2 separate regions of the Mus musculus genome follow, and region 1 is linked to region 2. A link is a contact called in public Hi-C data. All regions are on one chromosome and are shown on one strand. The core of a region is the stretch at or near the end of the contact, and the rest is flanking DNA. Distances in the headings are between cores, read along the strand shown.

Evidence for each region. Hi-C and Micro-C count contacts between places; a contact is called where the count stands out from the background.
Region 1: a Hi-C map of pancreatic cancer cells shows a contact between it and region 2, with 1.8 times the contacts expected there. The contact joins two enhancer-like sites. A contact is called at or near these places in 1 of 15 datasets of contacts at CTCF or cohesin (embryonic stem cells), 20 of 484 Hi-C or Micro-C datasets (the 3T3-L1 cell line, the AtT-20 cell line, the C2C12 cell line and 11 more) and 1 of 115 datasets of contacts at active chromatin or transcription factors (embryonic stem cells).

The regions. Positions count from the first base shown.
Region 1 is chr8:79,586,684-79,593,261 of GRCm38.p6, reverse strand. No RefSeq gene overlaps it. Among named protein-coding and RNA genes, the nearest start is that of Otud4, 50 kb to the left of the region's middle. Within about 2 kb of position 4,516, at least 11 of the 459 cell types and tissues checked have an H3K27ac peak or open chromatin away from gene starts, as enhancers often do. A contact at or near this core is called in pancreatic cancer cells, where this site is marked.
Region 2 is chr8:79,538,225-79,544,910 of GRCm38.p6, reverse strand. No RefSeq gene overlaps it. Among named protein-coding and RNA genes, the nearest start is that of Otud4, 98 kb to the left of the region's middle. Within about 2 kb of position 2,265, at least 30 of the 459 cell types and tissues checked have an H3K27ac peak or open chromatin away from gene starts, as enhancers often do. A contact at or near this core is called in pancreatic cancer cells, where this site is marked.

The DNA.
Region 1 (6,578 bases), core at 3,267-5,766, 46 kb before region 2:
GTGGTGTATTTTAAAACATTTTACTTATATTTTGCATTTGAATGTACACTGCCTGTATGTATGCATGTGTACTGTATGTGTGCCTGATATCTGCTGAGGTCAGAAGGGGACTGGAGTTACTATGGTTGGGAACCACCTTGTATGTGCTGGGAATTAAACCTGTGTCCCCTGGAAGATCAACCAGTGCTCTTAACTTCTGAGTCATCTCTCCAGCCCCAATAATGCATTTCTAAAATGTCTGAATTTTTGACAGTGAGTACATATTTCTTTACTTAAATATGCTTATTACTGTATTATATATGTACACGGGTGTGTAGGTGAGTGTGAATTTGTACACATGCAGAGGCCTGAGGACGGAGTTTGGTGTCTTCCTCAATTACTAGTCACCTCTACCTTTGGGGCAGGATATTTACCCGGACCTGGAATTCCCAGATTCTTTGCTAGGCCAGAGGCCAGCTTCCCCAAGGATCTGCGTGTTTCAACCCTGCTCAGCCCTGGAGTTTAGGTGTGTGTGGAACTCCTGGCGTTACAGGGAGCTGGGATCTGACCTCTGCTCTTCATGGTCTCACAGCAAGCATTCTCAACTGCTGAGCCATTTCTCCAACCCCCACTTGACTTTTCTCTCTCTTTCTTTCTTTCTTTCTTTCTTTCTTTCTTTCTTTCTTTCTTTCTTTCTTTCTTTCTTTCTTTCTTCTTCTTCTTCTTCTTCTTCTTCTTCTTCTTCTTCTTCTTCTTCTTCTTCTCCTTTGAGATACTATGAACCTGGGGTTTTTGGTGATGTTTTAATTAATTTTATAAGTTCCAGAATATTTTTCTTTTTCTTTTTTTAAAATTTATTTATTACGTATTTTCCACAAGTACATTTCCAATGCTATCCCAAAAGTCCCCTATACCCTCCCCCCAACTTCCCTACCCACCCATTCCCATTTTTTTGGTCCTGGCATTCCCCTGTACTGGGGCATATAAAGTTTGTGTGTCCAATGGGCCTCTCTTTCCAGTGATGGCCGACTAGGTCATCTTTTGATACATATGTAGCTAGAGTCAAGAGCTCCGGGGTACTGGTTAGTTCATAATGTTGTTCACCTATAGGGTTGCAGATCCCTTTAGCTCCTTGGGTACTTTCTCTAGCTCCTCCATTGGGAGCCCTGTGATCCATCCAATAGCTGACTGTGAGCATCCACTTCTGTGTTTGCTAGGCCCCGGCATAGTCTCACAAGAGACAGCTATATCTGGGTCCTTTCAGCAAAATCTTGCTAGTGTATGCAATGGTGTCAGCGTTTGGAAGCTGATTATGGGGTGGATCCCTGGATATGGCAGTCTCTAGATGGTCCATCCTCTTGTCACAGCTCCAAACTTTGTCTCTGTAACTCCTTCCATGGGTGTTTTGTTCCCAATTCTAAGAAGGGGCACAGTGTCTACACTTTGGTCTTAATTTTTCTTGAGTTTCATGCGTTTAGCAAATTGTATCTTATATCTTGGGTATCCTAAGTTTTGGGCTAATATCCACTTATCAGTGAGTACATATTGTGTGAGTTCCTTTGTGATTGTGTTACCTCACTCTTATGAGAAGAAAGAGTTGTCTTTCTTTTGCAAGCCTACTTTCAAAATAGTCTTTACTGATTTGGTGAAAAGGATACAGAAAATATTTCTGGAATGATCATTCCTGGGATTATTAGTAGTAATTGATTGCTGACTCCTCTTAGTGTTCACTAGCATCATGCAGGGGGCAGGCAGCTAATGAAAGGAGGAGTAGTTAGAGGTCTTTGTCTTGTGTGAGTGTGTATAAGTATGTGTGAGAGCATGAGTGTGTGTATATGTATGTGAGTATATGTGAGCATATTTGTGTATGTGAATGTAGTGTGTGTGTGAGTGTGTGCTTCTGTATGTATGTATATGTGTGTATGAGTGTGTGTGAATGTATGTGAGAGTGTATGAGTGTGTATGAGAGCATGTGAGTGTGTGTGTAAGAGTGTGTATGAGTCTATGAGAATCTATGTGAGAGTGTGTGAACCTATGTGAATCTACGTGAGAGTGAGTGTATGAGTGTGTGTGTGTGAATGTATGTGAGTGTGAGAGTGTGAATGTGAGCATATGAGTGTGTATGTGTTGTGTGAGTGTGTGTATGTATGTAAGAGTGGGTGAGTATATGTCTTCAGAGAGCTCAGAGGTGAGAAGTCTTCCTTGGGAAGAAGGAGCTTTGGAAAGCTCCTACTGTGTGCATGTCCTCCAAAATTTCTGTTGACACATAACTCCCAATTCAGTGTCATTTCCATCTGGGCATTTGAGTAGGAGGTTAGGTCATGAATAGGATCAGAGACTGTATAAAAGGCCACAGAATCCCTACCCTTTGGCCTTTCATTAGGGAAGGTGCTGTGTTTAAGGCTTCAGTGTGAGACAGGATGTGGCCTCCCTGGTCTCTGAATGAATTTGCCACATTTCTGATGTTGGAATTCCATGCACTCTCCAAAACCGTGAAGGATAAATTTCTACCATTCCTCAGCCATCCAGACTGTGTGGTGCTTTGTTATAGCAGCACAAGATCATTAGGACAGATTTAAAATGGGTCATTTGGGTAATAGAACTGGGTCTTTTGTTTTTGTGTGTGTGTGGTTTTTTTTTTTTTTAGAATGCCCAGGTAAACATTTTAAAAATCATCACCAGTCATGATGCTTTTGTTTGGGGGGAGGGAGGGTGTGTTCCATGTGGCCTAGGTGTGCCTCGAGCTCCCCAGTCATCTTCAAGTTATTTTTTCTCTAATTTAACTTGTAATTAATTCTTTGTGACTTTCACATCATTTACCCAATTCCACTCATCTCCCCATCCCTTTGTATCCACCCTCTGCCATTTCCACTTCCCCTGAAAGAAAATAAAAGACAAAAATGAAAAATAGACAAAACAAAGCATAAAAACATCTCATCATGGAAGCTGTAGTATGACACAGTGTATCCCACAGTGTATCCCTCTGTCCACACATCTTCACTTGCAAATGTTCCTTGCCATGAGTCATTGGTCTGGTGCGAGGCCTCTGGCTTCTGTTACTCCATCAATACTGGATCCTCACTGGACTCCTCTCAGTTATCCTTTTGTTGTCCTGTGTCATGGAGATCCTGCAGCTTTGGATCTGCAGGACTGGCCCTTTCACATGCTTTAGTAGTTCATAGATGAGGTAGATGTTGAGGTGGGCCTGGGTGGTGCCTGGGTTAGTCAGCACACTGGTTCTCTCACACCCACAGCACCAGGGCGAGCTCTCCAGCACTGCCCTGGCTAGCTCACCCATGCTGCAGCGACAAGAGGCATGCATGGCTAGCTCTCTATGCCTTGGGGCTGGTTCATCAACACCCATGCCACCAGAGCCAGCTCCATTGTGTCACCCAGTGGAGGTTTGGGACATTCTTCCCACTGATGCATGCTGTAGCTGGTGAGGGGCTGGGCCAGCTCTCCTGCACTAACCCTGGGCAGGAGCCTTACCCACGACCCCTACAACCAGGGCCAGTCTACTATATTTCCTGGGCAAGGTTCAGGGCCCCTCTTTTGAGTGCTGCAGTTGATGAACATTGGGGCCAGCTCTCCCATGATGCTTAGGTGAAGGGTAGAGCAAGTTCTACATAGCCCTCAGACATTAACATGTCCTCAGGTGGCAGTGCAGACAGGGACATCTGCCTGGCCTTTGGTAGTAATAGATCCCCACTACTACAGGGCCACAGGCATAGACATGGCCCTTAGGTGGCAGCACACCAGAACCTCACCATGGCCTTAGGTGGCATCACAGGCTACTCACATAGGGCTGTTCCTCACTACCCTCGAGCCTCCAAGTCCTCTTCATTGTGCTCACATCCTCCTGCTTCTCCTTCTCTTCCATCTTTCTTCCACTTGCTTGTTCATTTTAATGGCACCAGGGTCTTTGGGTGTCTGGGGTTGTCTCCCAGATCTGTGTGGCACCAGGTTAGGGATCATTGCATGCTTGCTCTGCCCACTCAGAGACCATGTAAAGCTAGGCAGGCCTTTTGAGTGTGATCTGCCCACTTGGGCCCTGTGGCACTGGGCTGGGGTGGTCTGATCCTCCTGTCTCCACCTCCAAGTTGCTGGAATCACTGGACGTATCAGAACACCTGGTTTATGTAGTAATAGAATTGAACCCAGGGTTTTGTGTGTGCCTGATGCATTCTGAATTGGTGCTTTGTGGAGATCTTCAAGTTGATAACGGGAGAGAATGGAGTAATCCAAGCATGCTTTGTGATATCTGAGTTACACAAAGCCATGCGACTGGGCTGTGGCCCAGAACAATGAAAACCTTAGCTTTAAGTCACTTTATTTTAAGACAGACGATAAAGAGAGTATGTCTACATTAGTCAGGGTACTGACTGAAATACACTCAGTCACTGAAAGTATTAGAAGTAAGAGACTGTTTACCAAGATGTGGTCGAAGGCAAGGAAATAAAAGCTGGTGGCATGGTGTGAAGCCAGTGCCAGTGCCAGGGCTAAAGGTCCTACTGGGGATGATTAATCACCGGGACCTGGGGGTTGCCCAGGGCTGAAGCTGAGGAAAGCAGGTGGGGACACACACGGCTGCTGTACTATGGCGCTGCAGAAGGCAGGCCGGGCTTTGCTCCTGCCAGTGGATTTCTGGAACCAGCTGGAATCCATAGGCAGCAGCCCTCTATGTATTCTATGTAGCTCAGTCTCCACAGGTTGAAAGAAGCTAGAAGGATAGTCAGTCCAGAGGGACACACTGAGAGGGACTCCTCATACAATCTTATTCTCCCAGACATCAACTCAAACTTACTCCTTACTAGAAAGTCACAGGTTGGCTGGTTCTCGAGAGATGCCTTAGCAGCTAACAGGAGATCTGCGTCAGGTTCCATCCACACACCCAGAGGCTTATAACCATCTGTAACTCTAGCTCCAGAGGATACAATACCATCTTCTGGTGTCTACAGGCACAGTACCATACATACAGCAGAAAGACAGACAGACAGACAGACACACAGATCGATCGGCAGGTAGAAGTGATCCCACAGTCTAACGGAGAATTCAAATGCTAACCAAAAACACATAAATAAAACTGCGGCAGAGGCAAGATTCACTATTCTCAGAGATTCAGTGGTAAAGGGCTAGCGTTCTAAAAGCCCATTTATTTAACCTGAAATCTTAAGACTAAATAGGCTTTGGTCTGGAAATGTAGGTCAGTTGGCAATGTGTGCCCAGCTTGCTGGAAGCGCTAGGTTCCAGAATCTTCATAAATACAAAGTGGCAGCACAGGCCTGTAATTCCAGCACCTGGGAGGTAGAGATATGATCATCAGAAGTTTAAGTTAACCTTCGGCTATGTAGTCATTTCAAGGTCAGCCATGAAACTGTCTCAAAACCAACACCATCAGCAAAAACAGTGCTTGAAGAGGAGAGAGGTGGGTAGAGCTGCTGCTGGTGAGCATGTTGACTGTGCTGTGATAACAAACACAGACCATACCAAGTGGAATGGATTTCGGAACTTCGAGGACCATTAGTCTTTATCAAAGAGTAAGTCCAAGATATGCTTCCAAGTCTTGCTAGTTCTCCAGCAGTGCCCAGCTCTGTTGCTTCTTTGCCTTGAAAAATTTTGACAAATACAATTTATTTGTCTTTCTTTCTTTCTTTGTTTCACAATTTCAAAACCACAGAGGGCCCTAGAACTTCCAAATGGCTCCCTAAAACAGAAGTCCCCATTTTATGCTATCCTTGCACAGATAGCAGGGGAACGGGAACCTGGTTCTGCAGAGAAGTCAGCTCTTTCCTTGTGAAGAGCCATGAAACACCAGAAGTGGTAGCCCTCTGCCAGTGGGTGAGGGTACTGCACCCAAGTGTTTAGTTTTTAGGTTTTTTTTTTTTTTTTTTCCTCCAAAGTTCAGATCAGTCTAACTGCTTCCAGGCATATTGCTACAAGGGTTTTTTTGTTTGTTTGTTTGTTTTTGTTTTTTTTCCTTTACCTAGTAGGGCAGCAATCAGCACATGCAGAAAGACTTCAAGCAGCTACCTTTGAATTAACATAAATCCATTTTTGGTTAAAGTCATTAGTGTTTTCCAAATAAGCCTTTATCAAGCAAGAGAGGGATTATGGGATGTAAAGGACCAGTTTAGCGTTGTTTGCTGGCTTCCTGTCACCATAGGTAATATGTTCAACAATGCAAGCAAATTCATAATTTTACACACACACACACACACACACACACACACACACACCACACACACACACACACACACACACCACATACACACACACATACACACACACAAACACACCACACACACACACACACACACACACACCACACACACACACACACACACAAACACACACACACACACACACACGTGGGGGGGGTGGCGAGGTTCTGTGTCATTTGCCTCTTTGGGTCAGTGACACACAGCTCTCCCGCAGTGGCCCCAGAGCCATCTTAGCTTGTGTAAGTAGGTATACTTTATGATGTTTGCAGAATTACATGATTCTCAGAACATATCTCTGTTGTCAAGTAATGCATTGTAGGAAGGGGAGGGAGAGAGAAGATGATGACTTGAAAATCTGAAAAAATTATCGTCTTCTAG
Region 2 (6,686 bases), core at 1,016-3,515:
ATCCTTATACACCCAGCCCCATCTCTCCCACTACTAACATCCTATAGCAGATAGTATATGATCAAATACACACCCCATAGCACGTGATGGAGGTTTCACTGCACACCGCCATCACCTACAACCCAGAGTTTACACTTGAGTTCACACTCACTGTTGCACCTCACATAGGTTTTGCTGAGTGTGCATTGATGTGTCTGCCACTGTAATATTTATTATACAGTCAGTCTCCTAGTCTCCAGTATGTGTACTTCACAGCCATCTCTCCTGCCTCTGCTCCTCACAACCACTGATGTCTTCATTCTCTCCATAGTTTTTTTTTCTTTTCCAATATGTCAGAAGTTGGAACCATATGTCACACTGTCTTTACATAACGATGTGCTTTGAAGGGGTGAAGGTATATATGTATTGATGTAAATTAGTTGGATTTTATGATTGCTTCCATGTTTGAGCAATTGTGAAAAAAATACTTTGAGAAACACCTGTGTTCAGAGTTTGAGTGGACATTAAGTTTTCAAATAATTTGGGCAAATAGCAAGGGGCATCATGGTAGATGATCTTAGTGAGAATGTCTTTAATTTTGTAAGGAATGTCTAGCTGCCTTTCACAGCGTGTTTGTGTTTTGTGTTAGTGCCAGCAATGGTTGAGACTCCCTGTTCCGTGTCTCTGTGGATTTGGCAGTGGTAAAGTTTTTGGCGGTAAGTTTCCTGTTGTTTTATACTGTGCTGAGCATGTAGGCACGGGGCACCATTTCATGTGCTTGTCTGCTGCTCATGTGTCTTGCTCCGTGAGGCATCTGTTAATGTGCTCTGCCTGCTTTCCCCAGTTTTAGAGCAGGTTGTCTATTTTCTTACTGTTGAATTTTAAGAGTTCCTTAAATATTTTAGGCAATAGTTCTTTATGAAAAACATCTTTTGTGATTATTTTCTCTTCCCCCCCTCTCTCCCCCCTCCCCTTTTCTCTCATCCCCTTTCTTTCTCTCTATTTCTCTGTAGCTCATCATCCTACTCTCTTTCTGGCTTCTTTTAAATAAGCTTTATGAGAGTTTCATTTTCTAGTAACTTCTGTTTGTATTTGAGCTCATTAGCAGCGATGTCAGAACACATTATTTTATTTTATTATTTTTTTAACACATTATTTTAATGAAACATGTTGTTGTCACACATTACATTGGGGGTCTTTTAGTAAAGATGATGGAACATAGATATTGAATTGTGTTTCATTCTTTTTAGGTTTGTATAGCAAACTACCAGAGACTGGGTAACTTACAGGTGATGCGATGTATTTCTCACAGGTGTGCAAGCTGAGAAGTTCATGACCGAGACCTTGGCATGTTTGTCCTCCAATAGGATGAGCTTATCTTCTGGTTGGTAGATGAAACCTTCTAGTTTTGCTTTCACAAGGCAGAAGAGGCATGCTAGCTCTCTGGAACATATTACTGTACAAAGTAATAGACTCATTTTAAAAGAATTATTAATATTGCATGTATATATCTATATGGCGTGTGTGTGAATGCGGTGTGCATGTGTGCCATGGTGAGCATGTGCAAAGCAAAGGACAACTTTCAGGAGTCGATTCTCTCCTTTCATTTTCAAAGGCTCTGGGGATAGAACTCAGGTAGTCAGGCTTGTTCAGCAATAGCTTCTACCCCCGAGCCATCGCTCCAGCTCTGGAAAGTCTATGTGATTTTATGATTTAGGTATATAAAAATTGTAGGGGCCAAGGAGATGGAGTGGCAAAGGTGTCTGACACCAAGCCTGGGGACCTGAGCTTAATCCCCAAGACCCACATGGAGGAAGAGAAGTCACTCCTGCAAGATGTCCTCTGACCTCCACGTGTGCTATGTGCACACTTACACACACACATGCAGCACAGGTAGATTCCATTCCAGGCCAGGTACAAAAACTGCAATTGCAAAGTCTATGGAGAGAAGCTTTAGTTCTATGTAAATCTGTCATTCGTATAAAACTACATGTGTTCATTTCACCAATAAAACCGACTCTCATCACATATTATAGCAGTCATATAATAAAATCTAACACAGTCACCAAGAGGACCAGGTTGGAAAGCCATGAATTCAGCCAGGAAATGAGCCACTATCCTCAGACATTGGTTGTGGTTTATGGTTTCTTGCAATGCAGTCATTGTTTTTGAGCCAATCTGTTGAAACTTGCATGGAAAACTTTGCTCCTCAGTGATACCTGTTCAACTGCCCAGGGGAATGGCTCTCTGAGTCATTCTTGCCTGGGCTCACATGCTGCTGAATTAAGTATTGCCTCAGAATGACGTGTTATGGGACAACTAGCCAGAAACCAGAATGAAGAGGCTGAGGAGTGGGTAATTAGCAGCTTGTCCCGAGACTCATTTTCCATGCCTGCTTCTCCCCTACACATCTGCCAGGGCAGGCCTGCAGTTTTCATTGCATTTATTAGTAGACAATATATTTTTGGTATGTTGGCATTAGCAAGACACAAAGGTGGAGACAGATGAGAATCTCATTATGCCGTATACAGGCCCTTCTTTGGGGGCAACTAACGTTATCAATCTTTAACGTCTTATGATATGTGTAGTTATTTGTTCTAGGGATTGAATCCCTGGCCTCATGGATGCTAAATATGTGGGGTACAATGGAATATACTTTCATTCTGTGTTTATTCTTCCTTCATCATGTGCAACTTCTTGAATCCATACAACTAGAAAGCAGGTTAACACTAATAACCCAATTTATCGTCTTTCATTTTACCACTGGACTATGAAAAAGCAAGTCCTTGAAACCATGGCTTCTCCTTGACAGTTGGTTTCTGTAGTCCTGCGGGTGCAACATAGGCCTGTAGGTTAGAAAGGGCATTGACCTTACTCAGCAGTGATTCCTACAATCTAAATGACCAACCAACCCCTAAGACAAGATGTGTCCACTTAGTGGTACCACTGTTATGGGTGTACTAAGTGCTCTTTGATTTGATGTGAGACCTGCTCCAAGAAGAGAATCCATGCTGAGTACTGCAAACCTGGGGTGTTTGTTTGCTTGTTGTTTTGGTTTTTGTTTTTAAAGAAACTTCATTGTTGGAGAAGTCATAAGAGAACAGGAGAGACTCATGGATGCACAAGTTGCTGAGAATAAAGATTGCCTGCTCTGAAGCGCAAGGAACATTGTGGAAGAGGGGGACAGAAAGAATGGAAGAGCTGGAATACAGGAAAGACTGTGAAATGTGATCTCGTAGCTAGACACAACCGAAGTCCTGAATTCTCAGAAGGGGCAGGTACCTGCATGGGTCTGCACAACAATAGCCCAGTCAGCAGTCAGGCCTGGAAGAAGAGGGGACCAGGGGCCCTACTCCTCACCAATGAACTCTTTGCCACTGAGAGATTCAGGGAGAAGGGAAGTTATTGTGTGCATTTGTAACCCACTGATGACCCCAGCAGACTCTAATGGCTGGTTCCAATCCAATGGTTATACCAGTGGCCATGGTTAAACTAAATGAGTCACAGAGCTGAAAGTCTGGGAAAGACACTGCTATTGACTGGGAGAGGACATGAAAGATAAGAAAGGTTGTCTTAGGGTTTCTACTGCTGGGACAAAACACCATGAACAAAAAGCAATTTGGGGAGGAAAGAGTTTATTTGGCTTACAGTTCCACATTGCTATTTATCACCAAAGGACATTGGAACAGGAACTGAAAATGTCAAAAACCTGGAGACAGGAGCTGATGCAGAAGCCACAGAGGGGTGCTGCTTACTGGCTTGCTCAGCCTTTCTTATAGAACACAGGACCACTAGCCCAGGAAAGGCACCACCCACAATAGGCTGGCCTCTCCCCACTAGTAACTAATTTTAAAAATGCCTTCTAGCTGGATATTATAGAGGCATTTTAAAAAATTTATTCTTTAATATTTTTTTTAACCGTCCAGACTTTATCCTCCTCCTGGTCCACCCTCCAACTGTTCCACATCTCATACCTCCCCCCCCCCCACCCCGTGCCCCATCTCCAAGAGGATGTCTCCATCCACACCCCTACCTACCCCACCAGACCTCTCTACTCCCTGGAGCCCCAAGTCTCTCAAGGGTTAGGTGTATCTTCTCTGACTGAGTCCAGACCCAACAGTCCTCTGCTGTATATGTGTTGGGGACCTCATATCAGCTGGTGTATGCTGCCTGGTTGGTGGCTCAGTGTCTGAGAGATCCTGGGAATCCAGGTTAGTTGAGACTGCTGGTCTTCTTATAGGGTCTCCCTCCTCCTCAGCTTCTTCCAACTTTTCCCTAATTCAACCACAGGGGTCACCATTGATTGGGTGTAAATATCTACATCCAACTCTTTCAGCTGCTTGTTGGGCCTTTCAAACTTTTCAACTTGCTTGTTGGGCTTGTTGGGAAGGCATTTTTTTTTCAATTAAGTTTCTCTTCTTTAGATATCTTTAGTTTGTGTGTCAAGTTGACACAAGACTAGCCAGCACAGAGGGTGTGTGAGAGTAATCAGAATTCATTATGACATATATGAAATTGTCAACCAAAAAATTAATTTAAAAGATCTATAAAAATGAGGACCTTGTAAACAATATCACACTTTCCCCTGAACTAACCACAATTTCTTAATGTTATGAAACGGTCTCTTGTGAGGTGAGCCAGCCATTGTCTACATCTGTAGGGTAGCGTCATGACTTAGTTTTTATTGCTGGCTTGCTCAGGTCACACGATTGTGTGTTAATCCATCAACACAAAGCATCTGCTAACTGTTCAACCGCTCACCCTTCCTGTCTGTGCTGTCTTTCCTTCCTTCTTCTTTTTCTTTTTTCTCATATTAGATGACTACAGAAGATTTTTTAAAAAAAGTTTAAATTTATCAACTCCTTTCATTTCTCAATTTAACTAAATACTTTTTACCTTGTCCAGATAAACAAAATTAATTAGTATCAATGACCGTGAGGGAAACTCACTATCTGATAGAGATGAAGAATTGGAGTTTCCATTTTTTCCTTCTTTGCTTCCTTTCCTTTATGCGTTATATTAATTCACAACAAACCCAATCTAACTAGCCTTCATTTCAAAAATTATCCAGAGTCCAAATGCTTCTCTCTACCCTCACACTGCTCTTTGACCTTGCTTGGGCTAACTTTGGGTCAACATCTCTCATCTGGACTTTGGCTATGGCTTCCTGGTGTTTTCCCCTGTTTCCTATGTTGTCCCACCCAGAACCAGAGAGAGTCTCATTAAAACTCAAGCCATGTGTTATTTTTCTCCTGCTCAGACCCTTGTAACAACTCCTTAGGAAATGCTGAGAGCCTCAGAACCTCTGCCAATTCCTTTTTGATCTGTCCTTACAGCCTTTTGTCCTTGACCTGTCAATCACCCTCATCTTCCCACATATAGCCTCCTGACCTTACCTGTCAATCCCCATCCCCCTCCCACATGTAGTCTCCTAACCTTACCTGTCCATCACCCTCATCCTCCCACATAGTTGCCTGACCTTACCTGCCAATCACTCACATTTTCAACACAGTCTCCTGATCTTACCTGTCAATCACACCATCCTCTCACAGTCTCCTGACCTTACCTGTCAATCATATCATCTCTCACACAGTCTCCTGACCTTACCTGTCAATCATACCATCCTCCCACACAGTTTCCTGACCTTACCTGTCAATCACACCATCCTCCCACAGTCTCATGACCTTACCTGTCAATCACACCATCCTCCCACAGTCTCCTGACCTTACTTGTCAATCATATCATCCCTCACACAGTCTCCTGACCTTATCTGCCAATCACATCATCCTCCCACACAGTTTCATGACCCTACCTGTCAATCACACCATCCTCCCACAGGCAGTCTACTGACCTTACCTGCCAAACAGCCTCATCTACACTGTTGTCCTTGTTTCTCTGAAGCTCACCAAACATACCAGTTCCTGTCTGGAATGCCTCTCACCAGTGATCTACTTGTTTAAATGTCATCTTCTAGGACAGGCTTCCTTGACCACCCTGTTTAAAATTTCAGTCTCTATTGCTAGTTCTGCATTTCCCATCAGCCTCACCAGGGCTTGTTGGTCTTTATAGCATTCAACACCCACTAAGGATTGATGTAAATTGTGTATTTGCTTATATGTGATCTCTCTCCATTAGGGTGTAATCTCCACAAGGGAGATGTTTTATCCATCTCTTTCACTGCTAGATATCAACCCTCAGAATTTAGCTCAATAAGTGAATAAATCCTGGATATTCAAGGATTCTTTCTGCTTTCTTTTGCATAACCCTTCCTTGTCTAGAACAAAGTACAGAACACTTGGGAGCTGGCTAACTCTCCTAATAATTCTCATCCTTGATGTGGAAATAAAATTATTTTATATATTGGGCAAAGTGAATTATTGTTCTGAAATACAAACACTAAAAAAAAAAAAAATCCTAGTATTTTTTAATTATGGTCCCTCAAAATCCGTATGTTGGGCTGGCAATATGGCCCAGTGGAAAGAAGTACTTGCCATCAAGTCTGGTTGCCTGAGTTCTAATCCCCAAGATTCACATGGTGGAAGAAGAAAACTGAGTCCCATAAATTGTCCTCTGGTCTCTACACCTGTGCTGTGGCATGTGCACATATACACACATATACACGAAGACATGCAATACAAAAATTTAAATCTGTATGTTGAGGGCCTAGCCCTCAGTATCTCAGTATATGACCTTGTTTCTGAAATGGC